Linked DNA regions of Mus musculus: regions 2 and 3 are each linked to region 1. A link is a contact called in public Hi-C data. All regions are on one chromosome and are shown on one strand. The core of a region is the stretch at or near the end of the contact, and the rest is flanking DNA. Distances in the headings are between cores, read along the strand shown. Region 1 holds the start of Dok5 (docking protein 5). Region 2 overlaps Dok5 (docking protein 5). Region 3 overlaps Dok5 (docking protein 5).

Region 1 (4,033 bases), core at 683-3,182:
GGACTCTGCATTCCTGTGGGTCTCTCCTTCCCTGACACCATTGGAAATTGCCTAATTTATAGAAGAATTAGAGGTTGTCATGTGATTGGTATACCATGGTCTAGTGTGTGTGTGTGTGTGTGTGTGTGTGTGTGTGATATCAGGTTTTTGTTTTTTGGTTTTTTGTTTTTGTTTTTGTTTTTTTTTTTACCAACCAAATAAAAACATATACGCCATTCAACCTTGCACTTGAAAAAAATATTTGTTTCTTCCCAGCTGGCATTTTCTAGTGTGATTTCATCATCATTATTTCCAAACCCATTTCCCCCCTCATCTATGATTTCTGTTACTATGGGCCAGCCACCCACTTCTAGCTTCTTATGCAATCGATTCATTTTCTGTTCCTGTGACACTGTAATTGGTGTACAAATGAAGTGCTGGACAGGTGTCGTTCACAGACACCTCCGCTTCACGGTCGCCATGGGCAGGGTCGGTTAATAGTGCTAGCTCTTCCAAAGCAGCCTTCCAAATGACTTCATTTTCTCCTCTTTGGGCAAAAGGCGGACACTTACAACATCATTTTTCATAGAACAGAAACACGAAGACAGAGCAGATGGTTTACAATATAGCAAAGAGTTCTCCTCATGGGCACCTCTGTTTTCTGGTTGTCCCAATTTAGCCTCAATTCTATGACACATTCTTGGGTGATTTCTCTTCTTTGACTGACTAATACCCATCAAGCCAGGATGACTAAAGTGAGAGTTCCCACAGACAAAGGAAGTCCTGTATGATATTAGAGATGAGGGGAACTCAATGTCATCAGATCTCAGGACCTGTGAAATAGATGACTCGTCCTCTGTGACTCTCACTGAAGGTCGCCCAGCTCATTAGCTCTGACTGAGGTCACCTCTGGTGACCAAGAATGGTCTAGCTGTTGAGTAAAGGGAGACCAAGACCTACGTTGGAGATCAAGAAGCAACCTTGTGCTTATGACGTCAGCCCAACATCGTCCCTTCAGCAGCCTCATCCCGTTGTCCTGGCCCTGTGCTGGCCAGCTGTGGGATGGTGGGCAAGTCCCCAGGGACTGCCTCTTCTCAGCTTCGGATTCTGTAAAACCTAGATGCTAAAATCACCATCACTCTTCCCGTAGCAAAGCCGGGAAAGACGATGTTAAGAGAGTATCAGCGGTGATCAACTTAAGTTTGCTAAAGGAAGGCGGAGCACAATGTTTGCCAGGGGCGGCTATCTTGTCAGGTTATGAAGGTTTACGTGGGAACCTGGTAATTACACAAAGAGGCCACACCTCTATGGGCGCAGGGGAGCTGAACAAAGTCAATGCGTACAAAGGATGCCCGGTACAAGTTGCTACTGACAAAGTCCTGAGATTTATTGATCATCTATATAGAGCGGGGGTTGGGGGTGGTGGTGGTTGAGGACAAAGCAGTGACAGACCAAGAATCAGCTCCGGAGAAACTTACAGTCTTACTGGGAAGACAGGCTCAAACCAGAAAAGGGACAATGATACAAGCCTCGAGCTTCACAGCAGGGAGTCCTCATGGAAGAGCTGAGCATAAGCCATGGGGATGGAGATGGCTTTCCCTTTATATGTAGAGGTCACAAGTAAACCACACAGCTCAGTCTCCCTCGACACAGACACACCCTTAATTAGCTCTTATGTGAAAATGATGGGGCTGAAGGGATGGGTTGGGGCACACACAGCTGTTTTTTTTAAAAAAAAAGAGTCCGATGTCCTTCTCTCTAAACGACAGGCAGGAGCTGGAGCTTCGTGGATGTCTGCTATGCGCAGGGACGCGCAGCCGCCCCTGGGGAGAGGAGGTGGGATCAGGGCGGCTGGGGGCCAGGTGGGCGGAGGCCGGGGGAGGGGATCCGTGCGCTCCTCCTTCTGGGCCATCTCTGCTTCCTCCTTCCTCTCTTTGCTCCTCTGTTCTGGTCCTTCTCCTCCTCCTGGGAGCTGGAGCGGCTCCTCCTCCTGGCAGGCTGCCGCCCAGTCAGCTGACGCCGCGCTCCAGTCTCGCCTCCCCGCCGCTCTCCCCCAAAGTGGCTGCTGGGCGCCGGCGGGCCGCCCACTTTCAGGCTTTGGGGAGACAGGGGAAGCGATGTGCGCCTTCTGACGCCTGGTTTCACCGCATCACCTTGTTAACTTTCACTCCCTCAGTCTCTGTCCTGACCCTCCTCCCCACATCCCTCCTCGAAGCCACTCAGGGTGCCGAGCGCACGCTGGGGGCAGCAGGGTCACTGTCTGTCTGGGATGGCTTCCAATTTTAATGACATAGTGAAGCAGGGGTACGTGAGGATCCGGAGCAGACGCCTAGGGGTACGTATCATCCTTTCTGTGATCCTTGTTCACGACTTCAGGGTCTGTGTCTGCGGCCAGCATCCCGGTTCCTGGCGCTGGAGATTTGCTTGGTGGCTCTCGCAGCCCACATCCCAGGCTACCGCGGCTGCGGCGCTAACGCCAGCATCCAGTATGTCATGGAGCTATCTTTATCTCTCGGATGGCTTGACTTTCTGGCGGTGGCTACTGGAGCCCATTGACTCGGAATAAATATTTCCCGGTAGCCATGGGTGCTGAATCTGGAAAGCATGGCATGGTGCTGAGCCTGCCGGATGTCCCCGGCCGGCATCCCACTCGCGCCAACTTAACTTTTCCAGGGGATGGATGGAGGCCAGGACACAGGGCAGATATTCTGAGTGGGGATCAAGGTCAGTGACTATCTGGCCCCAGGGACTCTGCTCTGCGGCTCAGGTGTTGGCAGAGGAGGAGAGAGCTGGCCTCAGGCAGGGCCAACTCCCTGGTAGAACCCCAGATCGGAACTTCCTTACTCTTGAGCCTGGGCAGTGGGTTTCTGTTTTTTAGACTCCACCTTCTGAGTCCGACTGGGCGATCAGATCCACATTTCTTGTGGAGCATGGTGCCTGCGTAAAGCTCCTGGAATATGAGCTGAAAGAATGAATGAATCCCAATGGCTCCCATCTTAAGGCTGTTTGCTTTTCTCTTGTTGGGGGCACTTCAGGAGAGAACCATCCTGCCTTTCTTTGGGTTTTAAGAGACAGTACAGTCTTTAGGGAGGGGTGGACATTGGAGTATGTATGCACATATATGTATATGAATATATGTATACATATATATGAATATGAATGTGTGTGTGTGTATTTCAGCCCACCCCACTTCTTCTTGCCATGTGTCTAATACCTTGGCTGTTTTTGTTGGTTTGTGTTTGTCAGAGGCTGGGGGCGGGGGCGGGGGTGGGGGTGGTGGTGGTGAGGCAGAGCTGAGATGTAAGTTTACTTAGCAAGGAAAGCTAGTGTTGGTGAGAATGTCAATGTCTCCATTAGGCTGAGTGATCCAATGAGTATTTTTGTCCACAAATACATTGTATCTGCTACCAGTCTTTTATATGGTCTCTGGCGGCGGCTTCTTCTTCTTCTTCTTCTTCTTCTTCTTCTTCTTCTTCTTCTTCTTCTTCTTCTTCTTCTTCTTCTTCTTCTTCTTCTTCTTCTTCTTCTAAATGTGCCTTTAATTTGACTGGGAATAAAAGAAATTTCTCAGTAGTAACTGTCGCTAGAGAGGGATGTCTGCTGGGGAGAAACAGCCTGGATTGTTATAAAACTCTTGCTTGCTTCCTTTGGCCTATTTCTCTCTTTGCTATCTCCCTGCGGCTGGTTACTATGTTTGAACAGTCAAGTTCTCTTGTCTGTGACTGTTGTAAACACAGAGAAGGAGAACGTATCAAAACTAACCAACTTTCCTGGATTCGCTATAGTTTCTTTGATTCTCCCCAGGGTCCTCAACCCAGTGACTTCCATGTGACTAGAAAGAAATCCTGAGTGTCACACTTTTTTATTATCTTGTGGCCATCATGTATGAGTTTTAAAGAGAGTGTTAGAAAGCCACATTCTAATCTTGCCTTTACTCCATCATGTCAATGGAAGGGATTGGGTCTAGACATCCATTCTGTGCTAGAGAGCATTCCAACAGGAAGAGGACATACATTATTAATGCACCGAATATGAATTATTCATGAGGATCAGA
Region 2 (3,815 bases), core at 589-3,088, 80 kb after region 1:
CAATACACCACACACAGAGATACAAACATACATACATACATACATACCACACACACATATACCACACACATAGATACATGCATAATGCATACATACATACATATATACATACACACACATACACACACATATTGAACACATACACCACACACAAACAGACACACAGAAACATATACGCACACCACACACATATACCACACACACATACACACAAACACACACAAACACACCACACACACACACACACACACACACACACACACACACACACACACACACACACACACTTGTTTTCCAATGATGTGATAAAATGCTGTCCAAAAGCTTTACTTTAGCTTATAGGTTACATACAGTCCATGACCAAGTCATTTATTTTTCTTGGAAATATATTTGTTTTCTTCACCCTGTAAACCCCTGCGTATCCTTGAAACCCACAGTGGGGACGCCCAGTCCTAACTGAAGAGTGCAGGACTCCTTGCTCCTTGCATTCATTCATTCATTGGTGTTGGCAGGCTTAGTAGAGTACCCTACATGTCTGTGGTTGTATTTCTGCCTCTGCTCTTTACCATTTGTGGGACAAGTTAAAACCCCCAGGGCTCAACTTTCTCATATAGTCAATATAAATGTCATGAAAAAATAGAAGACTATAATTGCTCTGAAGTAGTTATAACTCAATACTTGGCATGTTAATCGGGAACTAGATAAATGTTGGTCACAGGTGTTGTAATTATGACCTCACTCTATTGTCTGTTACAGGGAACTCTGCAGATGTCCCCAGACAAGGCTGAGAGTCCCTTTCTTACTCCAGGAGCTTTGGATCTTTGTGGGTTAGAGTCCTGCCTTTCATTCATGTAGACTTGATCTGTGTATTTCTTGGGAACATACCTGCTGGATTCCAGTCCATTGTCCCTGCCACCAGTTAGGAATAGTCCAGCCTTTAGCACGCCGTGGAGATAGACGTCCATCATTCTGCTTGGGCCCGTGGATCTGATGGCAGTGACCTTCCACCCCAGGAGTCTGAGCTTTTGTTTAACAAATCCTTAAGAATGCTCTGATTCTTGTAGGTCACAGTTCTCAGCACTGGTGACACAGTGAAGAACCGAGTCAGTGACTCCCTGCTTGTAGTGAGGAAGAAAAAGATGCCAAGAGATACCTACCTCCAGTGTTGGTGTCCACGGTTGATGCCAGAAGGACGGGATGAGGAGAAAGGATGTAAGGGCGGGAGAGGAGGACCACGGATTTAAATGGAGCAGTCAGTGGTGGTGTATACATTGGACAGACGCTGTGTACACATGAAGGGGGCACGGGAGACTGTTGGGGCACGGGACTGAGCGTGGCTTCCAAGTGAACAGCGAACAAAAGCAAAGGGTGCATCGTTAAAGGCCCTGTGACTGAGAGCAGGCCCAGAGGGCTCTCAAGACAAGGTTATGTTTTTCAAATGGTGACACCCATTATGGTTGACTTCACGCAGCTAGAGCTAGGTCTCTCCCATCCAGTGACCTCTGCAAATGTCATAAGGACAATATGTCCAGGTTGTAGAGGTGTCTAAGAGTGTCCCGGAATTTCCAAGGACTGTTCAACTAGACATTCTTCAGGGGCAGCTTTGTCACTTGCAGCAGAGGAAGGTGAGCCATTTCTCTGAGAGAAATGGAAGAGTGGGAGGAAAATCTGCGGTGGGGCTCTATCCTGAAAGATTTTTTTTTTTCCCAGACTGCCTTCCAGGCAGTACCTTCCAACACGATCAGACACTGGAGCCAGAAAGCATGCCCCTGACGAGGCTGCCTTCTGTTATCTCCTACATTGCTTCAGAAAAGGCGAGCTGGCCCGCCCACACCATCTGCCCAGCGTCTGTTGAAGGGAAGATGCTGTGATGTAGGCGTGAACTTCAGAGCCTGGTCATGATGGAGGACAGGAGTTATCCAATGGTTTGAGAAGCAGAGCATTGTCCATTTCTATCTCGTCAAAAGTGTGAGCTAAAGGAATGCCCCTGTCCTCCTGTGCCCACGTCTCATTGTGTCCTAAACAGAAGGTCATGTGCTTGTGATTAGCTTGGGCTGTGTTTGCTGGGATGCCCAAAACAGACATATGGTGACTTGGAGTCCATAAACATGCCCCACCCCTCATCCTCAGCAGGCTACCTGTGTACATATACACGTACACATACACATACACATATACAATCACATACACACACATATCTGTTGCAGGAAATATTAAAGAAAGGCTGGCAGGCTTCCTGCACTACTGCCAGCACCTCTCTACCCCAGCGTGGTCCTTCTGGCTCTGGCTCTTGTTAGTCCTCACAGCTACCGATCACAGTCTGCCCAGCTCTGGTTCATTCGTCTCTGGAGCTGCTAGTTCCTTCTCAGCCATAAACCCCTGCGGTCAGTGGTCCCACCTTCCAGTAACCCAAAACTCTAGAAGCTTATAATTAACAAGTCAGATTTATATATCAATACAGTCTCAGTTCACAAGATGCCCACACAATGATTTCAGAGCCAATTGATAATGATACAAGCTGCCCACCTAGATCAGACAAGTTATCCCAATCATTCTATCCCTATATGATATTCGTAACCACCTGTGGCTATTTAAAACCACGAGGGATCAGGATCTTCTTCCTGTCCGTCTGCCTCCATCTTGGCGTCTCCTTCTTTCTCTTCTGAGTCACTCTCTGTCCCTGCAGCTCCTTGTTCTGCCTCCCTTTTCCCTATCCAATCACAGGGCTCCTGCTGCACTAACACTTTAATGTAATTGGATAGGGAACATCCTCTCACACATATCACCTGAGGATATGCCGGCAATAGCCCAAGGAGGATGCCCATGTGTAGAGAAGATTTTGTGATGGGCATTTATGCCAGTGTACACACAGACAGTGGGTCTTGCTCATTGATCAAATTCTTTAGCTATGTATGCTTTGAAATTAAAAAAAAAAGACTTACCAGTGAGCCTAGCAATAGTTGGGGTCCGTGTTTCCACACTGACTTAACCAAAAGCAGAAAGAGTACATTGGTTTAGTGCTCATCTAGATGAAGTGATCACAGACACAGGATTTAACCTAGTGCAGTATGGCAGTGGGGTTAAAGGAGCAGAGCTTGGGTGCAGAAGACCTCCAGGACATCCTGAGGGTGCGTGCTGCACTGGGGCTGGGAGCACGTGATCCAGTGACAGGGGACATTTCCAGACCCAATTACAACTCCAAAGGTGTTTAGTGTGGAGAGGAATGGTACTCTCTTCCACATGACTAACATGTGCCTTTCCCATGTGGCAGCTTTATGATATTCTCCCACATTCGTGTTATCCGAGTCTGTGGATTTATCTGGATCACATTAGAAAGCACTCTGCTGTCCCTTGCCTGTGTTATATCATAGGCCCATGGTGGTTATGTTTATCTCAAACATATACAGGCCTATTTCCTTCTCATGGTTCCCTAAATAGTACAGAACAACTGCTGTTTACAAGGCATTTAAATGTATTAGAAATTATAAGTAGCCTAGAAATAATTTAAAGTATATACAAGAATCTGAATACACTACCATCTCCTGATACTTGGTCTTCTTAAGGATTTTGGTATTGGTCCTTTGGTAGAATCTTTGTAGATTTTGAGGGATGACAGTATTTGTCTTCTGTGGGTGTACAACACCATTTATAAGGTGTGCTCAGCATAGAAGTTTATGTGAATGGCAGCTACTGACTCTATTTCTACCATCCATCTGACTATCTATCTATCTATCTATCTATCTATCTATCTATCTATCTATCTATCTATCTATCTACCTACCTACCTACCGTATATCTATCTATCTACCTATCTA
Region 3 (3,704 bases), core at 1,108-3,607, 99 kb after region 1:
CTTTCTAAAGCTTGAGGACATGGTGGACGACACACACTGGAGAGTTAGCTTTGAAGGACACAGAGGGTCACCACGGTCATTTGGACACAAGGATCTGGAGATCTTGGAGGTGTTAAGTTTTGTGCAAGTCTCTGGAGGTTGTAAAGAAGAGGTGCAGTTTGCACAGTGGATCCCCGGGGCTTAACATGGAAGTAGGGAAACAAGAAAATAATTATACAAAGCTGAAGGCAGCTTAGGCTGGGTTCTGGCACAAAAATAAACACACACCGCCAACCAGCCAACCAGCCATTGTGTGTAGTGAGTGCTGAAGGGTCTGTTGCAGACGGAGGGTAAGTCCTGTCCTGCAGAGTCCCTGGAAATGCTGGAGTGGGAAAAGCCTCGGAGGGGCACCGTGTGGCCTTTCATGCAGATGAATTTGCATTTATACTATAGGAAGGGCCACTGGAGGTTAGAAGGCTGGAAAATGAAATGATCAGATTAATGTGTCCACCGAGGGTATTTATTTCTCTTCCCGGGGATTTCCTAAGCCAGGCACTTATTGAATTTAGGGTAATAGATGGAAGAGGTGGTCCAGCATCGCCACAAGCCAAGATTGATGGGAGGCATATTCCTTTGTATAAGAGTTAAGGGGGTGTTAAGGGGAGTTTAAGCTTGCCACTGTGACAGGCTTATTTATCTTGTAAATAAATACTTACCAGGAAGCCACATGAGCCTTCCTCCTGGCAGGCCCCTCCTGTGTGACAGGATGTCACCCCAGCGGAACTTCCATGTGGAGGCACCATGAGTTAGCATGCTCGGGGAGGGGAGGGATTTGTGCAAGTGCCAGTAGCTAGGATTGTGGGGAAGTTGGGGAGGGGCATAGAGTGTCTAGCGGGACACCTTCGATGTGAACAGGGTGGCCCTGTGCGGTGTTCTCATATTCTAAAACTGAGACCCACAGGCACCAACGAGCTCAAAGTCAGAGATGAGGGTTTCTGAGGTGTGATGTATGAATTGACCACTGATCACAGGGGTGAGTGTGAGATCTGACCTCTCACCTCTGATGGGATAATTTAGTGATGGACTGGACCACCTACCTTTGCTTCCATCCTCCCAAGCCATGATTAGTCTTCATAGCTGCAGATCTGTTCTGTAATGCTGGGCTCACAGGTGATTGCGCTCATGTGGGTGGGAAGTGTTCACGGAGGGCACGTGACCAGACTTTCAACTCGTTATTTATTTTTTTTTTCAGGTTACAGAACTCAACAATGTGAAAAATGTAGCCCGATTGCCAAAGAGCACCAAGAAACATGCTATAGGGATTTATTTCAATGATGACACCTCGAAGACCTTTGCCTGTGAATCAGGTTTGTTTGAGGCCAGTGGGGTTGGGGTCTTTGGCTTTTATCATTGAGTACCGGGCATAGAGGATAATAGATCTTTGTGGGGTCTTTGTTTTTTTGTTCTCGCCATTTCCACAGATCTTGAGGCAGACGAATGGTGCAAAGTTCTCCAGATGGAGTGTGTGGGGACCAGAATCAATGACATCAGCCTCGGAGAGCCTGATTTATTGGCTACCGGGGTGGAACGCGAGCAGAGCGGTATGTATGCCAAGTTTGCGCCGCCCATCTCTCTCCTAAACTGTTTTGCTCCCGTATGATGACACACAAGGCGTCCTCATCCTATACATTCTGAGTTATAAATATGTATGAAGAAGTTATAATAGCAGTCTATGTAAATGACGCAGTGAATGCTTTCCTCAAACGTTCTGTAATCTATAGTAGAAAAAAATCAACATTAATGGTTTCAGTCAGAAATGTTGAGGATCACAAGGTGTGCCAACGGAATGGAAGATGCTTATGAATATCCAACTGTTACATTTGCACAGAAGTCCCACCCTAGAGATGGTAGGACTCCCCCTCATTTTGTAGATGAGGTAAACACCTTGTTCCAAACGTACTATGGGCATTTGAAACTAGACTATGATCGTAGGCCTCTATTTACTACGATCAGACTTCAAAGTGTGATAATTTTCACCTTGCTGTTTCACTTAAAGTATGTTTGAACACTGTCCAATGTTCTTAATAGAATTTAACCCCAACCCTGAATATTTCATCAAGTTTAAACCCACTTAAAAACGGTGATTTAAAAGTAAAATTCAACCCCTGAGCCAACTCAGCTCAACACAGCATCGAGGAATAAATCTTTTAAAATAATCATGACCAAAATATTCATGAACACTTTAGCAAAAATCAATGTTCATTCATAGTCTGAGCCTAGAATAATTGCTTCATCTCCAAATAGCTCAGCCTAGTGGCTGGGGGATTGGATGCCACGGGTCTGCTTCAAAGCCTGCCTTGATCTACGAGCTCTTGTCAGAGTGGCGGGGGCTCTGGGTCACCTGGATGGATGGCAGACATGACTCAGGTGGAATTGCATTGGTGGTCTCCATGCCCACTCCAGTTGTTAGTTAAAACTGTGCTCCCTCCCTCCCAAGCAGTGCTGTGTCCTCATGACACATTTACAGTCTTTGCCCACCCTGAATGTACTGTCCCTACCACAATCTGTGGCCGCACAGCTGTTGTTCATCAAGACCTGGAAGTGTTAGCTTGAGCAGAGTTGCCTCTTGCCAGATTGGGAACTAGGGCCACAGAGAGGGGAAGTCACTTCCCATGGCAATTCACCTCTCCCCCCCCCCCCCCCCAGACCTTACTTCTGTGGTTCAGTCAGTCAGTGTAATGTTGGACAAAGGGGAGCTAGCCAGGGTGCTGGGGACACAGTCCTGGGCTTTGTTAGCATGGTAGGGCTCAATTGTTATGTTCTCTAGAATGGCCAGGTCAGCACATAGCTTTCAGACATTTCTGCCTGCGGCATAGTAGAAATGCACAGTGCTAAAATTCAAATTAAAAACCATGCCTAAGGTTTCCTTTTATGCTGCCATTTTGGTAGGCTTGGGGTTACTCTCATTATGGGTTCTTACAGAACTCCAGTATTTCTTTGAAAGTATTTTATATAGTCTTATTTTGTAGGGGTTCAAATAAGTACAATTAAAATGGTTTCTCACCAAAAGCATGCTGGGCAAGCACTCTCCCACTGATCTCTCTCCCGCAAACCCCACTAATTTATCTTATAGCAAATCAATTTGCCTCTAAGAGAATCCATTAACAATGACCCCCCCCCCTTTACCTATGACATACTGAAGACAATTTTAAAGTCATGGGCCCAGAACTCTCAGGGGACATAATGTGTTTCATGATAGTTTCTAGAAATCCCTCAACGTTTGGCTATTGATAGTTTAAAATAAATTTATAAGCTTAAATAGCAGGTGACTAAGCCCATTCATGAACACAATCTTGATATTGCTATTTACCAACTTCAGATAAAATAGATAGATTTGGATGATCCCTCCTATTATAGAATAGCTAATTTTGAACATTCCTAATATAAAACTGTTAGCATCACACTATCCTGTCAGCCATCTGGGATCTGCTCTAGGATGGATGGATAGAATTGTGCTTGCAGGTGCTGTAGCATTTTTGTTCACGTTTCATTTAGAGGTTTTTGACTCTGTAACTTTTTATGTTACTGACTTTTCTAAATAGCAGTAATAAAAGCAGTGTAACTGCCTGCAGGTGAGCTCTTGTTTACAGCCACCAGCTAAGTTAGTTATCACAGTCTCGGTGACATTTTCAACAGTCACCCAGGAGGCAGAGGGCTATCTTTTT

What was found. A called contact is a pair of places that touch in the nucleus more often than the background predicts.
Region 2: a Hi-C map of cerebral cortex shows a contact between it and region 1, with 2.8 times the contacts expected there. The contact joins the enhancer-like site here to the promoter of Dok5 in region 1. A contact is called at or near these places in 1 of 39 promoter capture datasets (hippocampal neurons), 3 of 484 Hi-C or Micro-C datasets (brain, cerebellar granule neurons and cerebral cortex), 3 of 115 datasets of contacts at active chromatin or transcription factors (embryonic stem cells, forebrain and neural progenitor cells) and 1 of 9 other capture datasets (pancreatic islet).
Region 3: a contact with region 1 is called in a Hi-C map of cortical neurons, with 2.4 times the contacts expected there. The contact joins the enhancer-like site here to the promoter of Dok5 in region 1. A contact is called at or near these places in 1 of 39 promoter capture datasets (hippocampal neurons), 6 of 484 Hi-C or Micro-C datasets (brain, cerebellar granule neurons, cerebral cortex and 3 more), 9 of 115 datasets of contacts at active chromatin or transcription factors (astrocytes, embryonic basal ganglia, embryonic forebrain and 5 more) and 1 of 9 other capture datasets (adipose tissue).

What each region holds. Positions count from the first base shown.
Region 1 is chr2:170,729,875-170,733,907 of GRCm38.p6, forward strand. Dok5 (docking protein 5) reads left to right here and starts at 1,933. Exons shown (of 8, transcript NM_029761.4): 1 at 1,933-2,314. The coding sequence starts at 2,249.
Region 2 is chr2:170,809,718-170,813,532 of GRCm38.p6, forward strand. All of the region lies in intron 2 of Dok5 (docking protein 5), which reads left to right. Among named protein-coding and RNA genes, the nearest start is that of Gm35033, 36 kb to the left of the region's middle. Within about 2 kb of position 1,839, at least 11 of the 459 cell types and tissues checked have an H3K27ac peak or open chromatin away from gene starts, as enhancers often do. A contact at or near this core is called in cerebellar granule neurons and cerebral cortex, where this site is marked.
Region 3 is chr2:170,828,609-170,832,312 of GRCm38.p6, forward strand. It overlaps Dok5 (docking protein 5), which reads left to right. Exons shown (of 8, transcript NM_029761.4): 3 at 1,232-1,346; 4 at 1,461-1,580. Among named protein-coding and RNA genes, the nearest start is that of Gm35033, 55 kb to the left of the region's middle. Within about 2 kb of position 2,358, at least 8 of the 459 cell types and tissues checked have an H3K27ac peak or open chromatin away from gene starts, as enhancers often do. A contact at or near this core is called in cortical neurons and forebrain, where this site is marked.